Linked DNA regions of Zea mays: region 1 is linked to region 2. The links are chromatin contacts, called in public Hi-C maps. All regions are on one chromosome and are shown on one strand. The core of a region is the stretch at or near the end of the contact, and the rest is flanking DNA. Distances in the headings are between cores, read along the strand shown.

Region 1 (5,215 bases), core at 2,272-4,771, 240 kb after region 2:
TTTCCTTGGCAGAATTGCTGCTGCTGCGGCTGTCGCTGGGGCTGATTATTCCTTTGAGTGGGAGTGGGGAAACGGTTGGGTGCTTGCTGCTGCTGCTGTGGCGGCCTGATGACCCATCTCCCTACTTGCTGATGGAATCCCCTATCTGATTGTTGGAGACAATCTGAAACCTCTGAGGTGGAGCTGAGAACCCTGACATTGGTGCCTTCCTCTTCTTCTCTGCCCGGTGGGATACGATGCAGTCTTCCTGTGATATGGCAAGGTTGACCAGTTCATTGTAGCTATCAACACGAACAATGTTGAGGCGCTCACGGAGCTTGGAGTTGAGACCCCTTCGAAAAGGTCCCTCTTCTTCTCATATGAATCTGCATGATAACCCGCATATTGGCACAGGTCGTTGAAGGCCTTGACATATTGTAGCACGGTGCGGGTTCCCTGAGTCAGTGCCAAGAACTCATTAAGCTTGCAATCCAGTATCCTTGCAGGAATGTGGTGTCCTCTGAAAGTCGTCTTGAATTCCTCCCATGTCACCATGTGGTCAGCGGGTAACATGGCGTGCAAATGGTCCCACCACGTCCTTGCAGGTCCATGGAGCTACTGTGCGACAAAGCGAGTCCTCACGGCGTCAGGGCACGCTCCTGAGAGGAGTGGGAACTTATACTCCACAACACTGAGCCACACATCGGCGTCCAGCGAGTCCTCCACCTTGGTGAACAACGGCGGTTGGGTGCTCAAGAACTCCTTATATGTAGCTGCAGCTGGTGGGCGTTGCTGCTGGCCTCCACCAAACTGCTGAGGGTAGGGCTAGCGCTGCACTAGCTGCCGCAGGATCTCATTTCACTGAGCCATAAGTTCCTGCATCATGGGAGCTAGGGGAGGTGGCGGGGGAACTTGCTCGTTTTGCCCACGACGAGGTCTAGCTGCCATCTAAAACAGAAATTCTGTCTTTGTTATGTCGATTCATGGTTCCAAATAGAGACTTTATATCATGAGAAGAAAAATGACATAAAATTATATCAAACCAAACGATGATAATCATTCATTCATTCATTGCATCGTCCATAAAAGTTTTTTCTGGGTTACAACACATTAGGGGATCCACCCTAAAGCCTAGTTCCAAAGTTGGTACCAAAAACTAAGCTTACGTGGTTTTCCCACTCTCCTAACATGTTAAGTCTAACCCATCTAACCATGATTGGTAGAGACAATGCTGGATGCAGGTGAAGGGGGCACTCCGAAGGGAGCCACGTTCAGACCGGAAGCTGGCTCTATTTCCTCGAGATCCTCCTCTCCCTTGCTGCCTACCTCATTAGGGTTCATGTCTTGGTGGTGCATTTCTAGGTGAGCGTTGGCCTCCGCAAGCTCTTCCTGCACATCATGGAGTTGGATTTCTAGGATATCGATGTTGTTATCCTGGATTTCCACCTGCTGCTCCAGAGTCAGGATGCGCTGGTTCATCTGTTCCACCTATAGGTCTTTCTCCACCAGTTTTGAAGACAAGTCGATATGAAGTCCTCCCGATTGTCGAGGGTGATCTTTGTAGCCTGAGCGAGCCTAGTGAGGTGTGTCATGGCGTCGCCTTGCAAGGCCTGCAAGCAGTACAGTGCTCCAGAGTCAGGATGCACTGGACGGTGATCCTCCCAACCTGGTCGGGATGCATGGCTCACACATCATTTGCGTGACTCACTCTGTTGCACCACATTGGGTCATCCCTCTTCTCGGCGGGGAAGAGTCCAAGTGGGTGCATCATCATCTCTAGGGGGTGATATCCGCAGAAGGTTGTCAGAGCTTTTAGTGTTGTGGTCTCAGTGGTGTCGTCCGCCCTGAATCTGACAGTCTCGGAATCTAGGGAACGCCACCCAGGCTACAGAAGGTGAAACTCCAGGGTCAGCCACACCCTGCAACGTGGCACTCGATGCTCCTCGTACAACTGCACCGTGTACAGAGGGGTGTGGGGTATCCAGTGGAGCAGAGTACTTCCCACAAGATAGAGGGAAAGCCTGTAACACCTCAAAATCTCATTTTGAGAATTAGGTAAAAAAATTTCCAAAGATCTTGAATTAGAATTTTTTTTAGAATTCCCATAACTTTTGAAGTCACGTCTCCTAAAATAAAAGTTTTATAATAAAGATTCAATAAAAGATTCTTCTATAAATTATCTTTTGTTGAAATGTATAAGAACATCTTCTAATAAGTAATCATACACTAGAAACTATTTGTCTTAAAATAATTATATGTGTGCTACATATCCAAAAACATTTTCTTATGTAGGATAATAAATAGATGAATAAATAAAATAAAATGAATACTTGCATCTCATGTTGGATATTTTGTCTGTTTGTTGTGAATTTTATCAAAGTCTAAAACCTAGAATAAAAATTTGAAGTTGGGATTTAAAACTGAAATCGGAAAATGAGAAACAAAAAAGGATAAAACTACTACTCCAGACGTACCACATAGGAGACGTGAATTTCCACTTTCTTTATTCACCTAGACGAAGCTTATGTCATGTTGATGCAAGGAGTGACGTCATCATGCAAATTCAAGCCAGCACGTTGGCGAGCGCGCGTGGGCTCCTGTTGCTCACGTTGTTATTCATCTCGTGCCGCGAAACAAACATCAACAGAAAATCCAGAGATCGTAACAAACCGAGCAGTTGTAACCACCTAACCGACGTCCGCCTCGGCCGGGACTCGGCACCTTCGGTGTATTTATACGACCAGCCGAGCCATCCCTCCAAATCCCCAGTTCTTCCAAAAAAACGTTGCGTTCTGCATCCTCATGCAAGCGCCATCGCATGGGAGATAGAAGAGAGAGAGAGAGAGGGCGTACGCTGCGACTCCCGTTCTGCTGCTGTTCGAGGGAGATGTCCATGGAACAATCGACGCGTCGCACTGGGAGCCGAAGAACCAAACAGGTGATGGCGCCGGCACTGTCTTCCCTGCGCTACGGCAATAGCCTCTCGGTGGTGAGCATCTTCGCGCGCGACGGCCGTGCTCTACGGGGGCATCTACCGTACCATCGCAGACTGCCCGGGAACGACCCCACCGACTGCTCCATGATCTTCCGCTACTTCCTCTGCTCCATGACCATCCGAACCAACCTCCAAAAACTGCTTGACTTCGCCCCGCCAGCACCGTTCCCACCCGTTGAAGCTTCATGGTGCTCCTCGACCGGGCCCAAGCAAACAAGCTCACCGGCGGGCGGGACGCTGGCGGCATCCACCAAGGCCGGCTCTAGACTAGCCTCTCCGCGTGCCTCCTTGTCTACCGGTGCTGCGGTGGCGGCGCCAACGAGCTTTCCCCCGTGCTGGTGCCTGCTCCCAGGTGTCGGGCGGATGGGAGGATGACGGTGGCTGGATCGTGGATTCTGGGTTGTGCGGCTGTGATGAGAACACGCATACCCCTTTCGTGTATCCTGATCTGGTCTGTCGGATTGGGATCGGACGGGATAGAGTGCATCATCGGCGTGGACAATTGTTAACCATGGATCTCGGAACCGGTGGCCCGTATTCAATACTGGTTCATCAGTGAGGTAAATCTAATCCGAGCACTCGGATTGTAATCCAACGGCTACAAGATGACCCATACCCCTTCAGCCGACCCGTTTTACAAAAGAGCCCTTACACTTTCCAGAAAACAACCCGCAGTTCCGCGGCAGTATAGTTTGAGTCTGGGCCACTTTTGCGTTATTGCCCCTGGACTCTTGTGATAACTTGTGCGCAGTTCAGAAATTAGTAAAAATGAATAAATGATTTCGAAAATTGATTTTTTAGTATATAAATAATTCCAGAAACTCGTTTAATTCATATAAAATTCATATTAAGTCCAAATTAACCCATTCTAGTTCCTATAATTTTGTAATATTGTTGTTTATCAAATAGTGCCACTGTTGTGACATGAAAGCCACATTAAAATTTATCTCTTAATTAATCCTGTATCAACCACATGAAACATTTGGAAATTCATAACTTAAAATCCATAACTCTAAAATTAAATAATTCCTGTTCCAGTGATCTCATTTTAATATGTAGATTATTAATATGTATTTTGTTCTTATGTTTGGTGTGATGTTAATTTTGCTTATACCATGTATGTCTGTATTGCTACATTTAGCGGTGAGGACACGTGTCATCTGAAGAGCAAGTTGGTACCTGGAATCTCACGTCCCAGGCAAGTTGTGCCCTTGATCACTTCTTTTTACCCACTCATGTTCTAATTAATCATAATGATCTGCATAGGTTAATTTTGATGGGACCCAATAGGTCACCCTAGTTTGTCTATCTTTATACCTTGTTTACCACTGAACTTTTTGGGTAGTACTTGCTAGTGCTTTATGTGGTTTTGGGTATGAAGATACATTATTCATGATTATACCTTTGTTATCCGTTGTTATTTACTGTTCATGATAAGATCATTATGTTAATTGGAACATGGAGCGACCACCCGGGAAAACAGTGCGACCACAAGGGTTTATGGACGCCCTTGGCTGATTAATTAGGAAAGCTAGTGGAAGACTACCTTACCCGAAAGGGGCAAGGGCAGTAGGGGAGTGGTCAGTGTAGGGAGGTCCTTGGTTGATTTTGCTGCGATGGCGGTCAGGAAAGAACCCTGCATTGGAGCTTCCTATAAACTGTAGCGGGTTTTCTGAAGCTAGTGGAACTTTGTAAAGGCCTCGTAGTGTTACCCTGCCTCGCCTCCTCGGTAGAGATGTATGGGAAGTCGCGATCCCTTGGCAGATGGGTAACATGACTTGTGGGTAAAGATGCGCAACCTCTGCAGAGTGTAAAACTGGTATACTAGCCGTGCTCACGGTCATGAGCAGCTCGGACCCTCACATGATTAATTTATGGAACTTAAATTCAATTTGTCATATGCATTGCATCGCAGGTGATGTTGTTACTTTTGTTCTACTACTTAAATTGGGTTGGTATTTACTTATACTTAGTAATTGCTAATAAAATTTTGACCAACTTTAAAAGCAATGCTCAGCTTCAACCATCCTCTTTGGTAAGCCTTACACTTCATGAGCTCCCACCTTTGGCGGGTTCATGCACATTATTCCCCACAACTTGTTGAGCGATGAACGTATGTGAGCTCACTCTTGCTGTCTCACACCCCCCCACAGGTCAAGAACAGGTACCACAGGATGAGGCGCATGGAGGATGCTGCGATGAGTTCGTGAGAGATCTAGGCCGTCGTCTCCCAGTCAACTT
Region 2 (5,721 bases), core at 3,117-5,616:
CACTGCAGAGTGACCAAAAGGATCAATTTGCCAGCCAGCTCTTGGAGTCTTATTGAACTGTTTCTTGATCATCCGGTGACCAAGCGTGGTCTGATCAATCATGTCAATGTAATGCACGGCAGCTTCATCGTGCATACACCACCCACCATTTCTGGGAAAAAGATCATCAACAAGATTTTTTTTAAAAAAAGTATGATGCCAAGATCAAAGCGGATAGGGACAATCACGTTCCATACATGAACTCTAGCTGTCCGGAATCAACCAGTTTGTGGACTATGTCCTGGATTGTGGGGCTTTTCTCGGCCCACCACCTTTGGAAGAAAGCCTGAAAGCAAAAAAAGGACTAGGTAATTACCTGGGAAACAACACATACAGAAAAAGGTTATTTTTCTGATTTTGAAAAGAACCATCTGGTTCGCTCCCCATTTTTGCAGAAACTTTGGTTCGGTAAAAAAAAAACTGCTGCTTTTACGCGGAATTTGACACAAGGAGAACATGAAACAGGTATGGGCATCCATATATAGGAGCAGAGTCCACATGCAACATGTTGTATCGCTTGTACATGATAGCAACCCATGACTTAGGTAGATATGGGCGTGGGCCCTCTATTTCAACTTGTCAGTTTGAACATCATCCGATCGGTACGCAATAATCCACACACCTTGCATTGAAAGTTATATTTTGTTCAGTACTAGCTTCAATGGTAAAATGGCGTAGGAATACTTTGTGCATAAAATCCATTTATTTTTTATGTGACCCGATGTTTATATTACTAAAAAATTTGACGAAAATATTTGTAGTATTCAAATATTTGTAGCATTCACTAAGAGGAACAGAGGAAAGCCGCCCTAACAAGTTCAGTGCTCCGCGTTATTCTAGACATGATAGGCTTAACAAGTCCGCTTCGGATTAAAGTCAGCTGTTCGGACTGCTGCAGCTGCAGTCTATAGAGATAAAACACTGTAGAAGCAACAGAAGTCGGTACGGATTAAAGTCAAGTGAACAGGCTGGTTGAGGGAGAAAAAAGTGGATGGTGCTTCACATCAAATCGATTGGTCTGGATCGGCTATGAGCTTACAAATATGAACTGGGTCATTTGGAAGGTATGGGCGCTACCGAAATGCAAATTCTTCAGTTGCTTAGCCATCCAAAATAGAATTTGGATAGCGGATCGTCTTGCGAAGAGGGATTGGCCCCACAACGCTGCCTGTGCATTGTGTGGGCAAACTTTGGAGTCAGGATTGCATCTCTTAGTTGAGTACCAAGCGGATTTGGGGAGAGGTGGCTATATGGGTAGCGATGGAGGGTCTTAGTCCAAGTAACTGGGACCGCAGTGAGTCTTTCCTACAATGGTGGATGTCCCTACCTACAACTCAAGATTGCAACAGGAAAGGCTTGAGAAGCCTCTTAATTTTAGTGAATTAGACCGTCTGGCGTGAGAGAAATGTTAGGATTTTCGACCACAAGTCCTCCACATGTGCTCAGATTCTCACATCTATTGTATTTGAGGCATCGACCTGGATACGTGCAGGAGCCAACCAGCTGGCTAATCTCCTAGCCTCTCTTTAGTTTTGTGTGTTTGAGATTTGCTTTTCTCCTAGTCTCCTTTTAGTTTAGTCTTGTTTTTTTTTGAAAGGGAGGGGCAAAAGGATTGCCGCTCCGATCTATATTAGAAGGGAAAGATAAATACAGACTCCAAGGAAACTAAGGGAAAGGAGGCGAAAAACCACAAAAAAGAACAGAAAAGAACAAAAACAGCCGAACCAAAAGAAAAAGAACCACTGGGCCAAAAAAGCCCACTAGCCCTCAGATACTACCATAATCCTTGACCGCTAGAGCAACTTGATCCGCGCTTCGAAGCTGCCTTTGAAAAATTCTGTTATTTCTTTCCAGCCAAAGGTTCCACCAAAAATGAATTAGGAGACCGTCGAATCCTCTTCTGGTCTGTCTGGTGTAGAGGTTGCGCAATTCCATCCACCAATCATATAAAGAAATGTCATTGGAAGACCCTGTCAGCAAAGGGACGTTGGCCCCAATCCAAACTTTGTTCCACACCTCTCTACTAAAGGGGCAATCCTTGCACAAGTGGAGGATTGTTTCTGGGGCTGAGTTGCAGAGACAGCAAACTGGATTACATGGCCAGCCTCTTTTTTGAAGGTTGTCGGCCGTCAGAATTCTCTTATGGAGAAGAGTCCAAGCAAAAAATCTGCACTTCGGTTCCACTTTAGCCTTCCAAATGGGGCCTAGATTCATACTACTGAAATTGGATGCGAACTGGATTTTATAAGCACTACAAGCACTGTACTGCCCATCTGCCGTCCATCTCCAAGAGATGGTGTCTTCTAGCCCGTTAAGCTCATGCATATTACCTATGGCCCGCCAAAGAGAGATCAACTCTCCAAACTCCCCCTCCCCCGTATACGGTGAGCAAAGACGAATCCAGTTGTTGTTATTGAGCGCTTTGGCCACTGTGATGTTCTTCCTTTTGGTCTTCTTGAACAATGAAGGCGCAATGTTCTTAGGGGCCTGGCCTTGAATCCAACTAGACTTCCAGAATTCAGCCACCTTTCCATTGCCTACCGTGACAGTTGTGGAAGCGTTGAAGAGATCTTCATCAGTTTTGTCACAAGGAAGCTTCAAGGCAGCCCACGCCCTATCTTTGCTCTTCCAACGTAGCCACGACCATCTTAATCTTAGCCCCCTCGCAAAACGATCAAGGTCCAGCACACCAAGTCCTCCCTTGTCCTTTGGGAGGCAAGTTAGGGGCCAGTTGATGAGGCAGTGCCCCCCGCTGCAGGCTTCTGGATTGCCCCCTTTCCACAGGAAGTTTCTACGCATTTTGAGTTTGTGTTTTTGGCTTAGTCATAGTTTTGTGGGGTGTCCTTGTATTTTAAACCTCGTCCTTGGGCTCCCCTCTTTTTAATATAACGGGCAGATCTCCTACTGGTTCGTTTCAAAAAAAAATTCGATTGGTCTGCAGTGGAGCAATCAAACGATCGTTGTCAACCTCAAATCGATGTGGAGCGAATCATATCGTCTCATGGTGGAAAATGTGGAAAGTACAACGGTGCAGAAGTATGGTATGGAATATGGATCAGTCACACACGAGAAGGTTGCATCTTCTTCTTCCCTTTGTTTTGGTGCGTGTGTGGGTCAAAGGCTGAAAGCTTCTAGGACCACAATGAATGGTCTGGACCGGAGGTAAAAAAAAAAGATGAGTTGAAGCTATCTATATTTGATCGATGTCGATATAGACTAGGTCATAGAACAAAACAGAAGCAGAAGCAGTCAGCAGAGAAAGCAGACCACGGGTTGAATCCAAATGACGTGCACCCTCCGTGTCCTCTTGTACTTGTCATCACATCAAAATACTGTGGTCCAACAATGTGCACACGGACGGCGAAAACTTGAAACTCTAATCGATTAATTAATGGCGTACAAGTACAAGCACGTTTTGGCTTGAATCTGACTATCTTTTCTAGCACAAGTATCGAACCAAACTTTGACTGCAAAGAAAGCACGCGAGCATTGTAACTGCCGAGGCGACAAAACAGAGGAGCGGAGGGCGATGCAACACAAGCGCTGTGACTTGTAGACGGCAAGTCAAGGCACCACTGACCTGCTCGACGACGACGAACTTGCGGGCGGGATCCCTGGCGAGCGCGTCCACCACGGAGTCGAGGGTGTTCATCACGCACGCGCCCTGCATCCCCCAGGATCAGGTGAGAACCGAGAAGAAAGCCGTTGAGGCCGGAGCATGGCGGCGCAGGAAGCAGGATATGCATATACCTGGATGCTGTTGTTGGAGCCGACATAGTACTGGTCGACGGTCTTGAGCCACCCGACGTCGTCGTGGGAGTGAGGCACCAGGTGCACGTTCAGCTTCCCGGCCACCACCGTCGCGTTGTTGGACGCCACGGCGAACGCCGACGCCGTCGCCGCTGCCACCGCCGCGAGCACTAGCACTGCCAGCAGAATCGCCGGCGCCATCACCATCACGGCCGCTGATGGCTTGCCCGGCCGGCCCCGACGATGACGAGCGCAGAACGGAACGGGCAGTGGAGTGGGAGCTGGCTGGCCGACAATGCGGACGAACCTTTGGGTTTGGGTATTGGTTTCTTCGCTCTTGGAGTTGGAGATTGGAGTTGGCGTTTGGTTTGCACCGGCACCGGGCGTGGGCGTCGTTGAGCTCACGGTGGGCTCTGGGCTGGGCTCCGCCTCAGTCAAAAGAGCGGGACCGGCTTGTGCTGCGACAGGCTTGGTATATCGTATTTATATATACACACAGATAGACATTTTGTTTACAATACATAAATAAATAAAGTTTATAAATGAGATACGCGCAGGGTACGATGCCCAATGACTATATTATTATCAATCGTAAGGTATATATTCTGGTCCATTTTGGTAGCTAACGCATCTTGTCCACATGTACGTGTACGGCGGACTGATTTATGGACTAGTGACACGTGAACCGGCCGGGCGGCCGGCAGGCACAAAACAATTTCATCCTTATCTGTAGACTGCAGCGTAGCATGGGAGCAACACCACTATTTGGCTTTAATTCGTATCGGCTTCTAGTATTTCTGAATAGCTAACTTTAATCCAAAACGATTTAATCCAAAACGAATATATGAAGAACCAATGAGACGACTAATATGAATAGGAGCCACTAAAATTCCCCATTTTCTCCCTATATACACGTCATACCCCACCAAGAGATATGCAGAGTTGTACATCGATCGGATAGTGTGTTTACACGGAATACCTCGGACAATTATCTCAGATCAGGGAGCTCAATTTGTGGTAGATTTTGGGAGCAGCTACAAGACTCACTGGGCACCAAGCTGATTAGAAGCTGAGCATACCATACTCAAACTAATGGCCAAACAGAGAGAGTGAATCATATTCTTGAGGATATGTTGAGAGCTTGCGTGATACACTGTGTCTATCGCTAGTAGAATTCTCCTACAATAACAGTTATCAAGCTAGTTTGAAAATGACACCATTTGTCGAACACCCCTTAACTGGTCACGGGTTGGAGAAAAAGAAATCTTTGGACCAAAATTGGTTACCGAAGCCGAAGAAAAGGTCAGAATAATCAGAAAAAATTTAGAAGTTGCTCAAGCCAGGCAAAAGAGCTATCATGACAAAAGAAGAAAACCTCTATAGTTTGAAGTAGAAGATCATGTTTATCTTAAACTCTCACCCACCAAAGGTGTGCAAAGATTCGGGATTAAAGATAATTTAGCCCCTCGCTATTGGATCTCATGAGATCATAGAAGCATGTGGATCGGTAGCTTATAAGCTAAAGCTACCACCTAATATATCTGCAATACACAATGTGTTTGTAACGCCCTTAATTTCGGGTATAAAATTTCTTCTCTAATTGTCTACCAAATTCAGGTGTTACCTCTTCTCTCTCTAGACTTCCTCTCTCTTCCTTTTGATTAGAGTTAAGTCAATTAGGTGAGAGATTAATTATTTATTTTATCAAAACCCTATGTGATTCATGAAATGTTGCATCATGCTGAGCCTAAATTATTCTTTTGTTTGATGCACATGTTTGAATTAGTTTGAATTTGAGTTTTGTTTGAATTTGATTTGAAATCCATAGAGAAAAATAAAAATAAAAGGCATTAGAAATTCCAGGGAAAAAGAAAAGCGCATTTCAGCCCAGTTCGGCACAATCCAGCCTAGCCAGGCCGCGCGCGCCCGCGT

The links. A called contact is a pair of places that touch in the nucleus more often than the background predicts.
Region 1: a Hi-C map of ear shows a contact between it and region 2, with 4 times the contacts expected there. The contact joins the enhancer-like site here to the promoter of LOC103638195 in region 2. A contact is called at or near these places in 4 of 25 Hi-C or Micro-C datasets (bundle sheath, ear and leaf).

What each region holds. Positions count from the first base shown.
Region 1 is chr1:119,740,025-119,745,239 of Zm-B73-REFERENCE-NAM-5.0, forward strand. No RefSeq gene overlaps it. Among protein-coding and RNA genes, the nearest start is that of LOC109943671, 34 kb to the left of the region's middle. Within about 2 kb of position 3,522, at least 13 of the 20 cell types and tissues checked have an H3K27ac peak or open chromatin away from gene starts, as enhancers often do. A contact at or near this core is called in ear and leaf, where this site is marked.
Region 2 is chr1:119,497,985-119,503,705 of Zm-B73-REFERENCE-NAM-5.0, forward strand. It overlaps LOC103638195 (alpha-mannosidase), which reads right to left and starts at 4,367. Exons shown (of 29, transcript XM_008661190.4): 1 at 3,790-4,367; 2 at 3,620-3,703; 3 at 237-325; 4 at 1-151. The coding sequence starts at 3,996.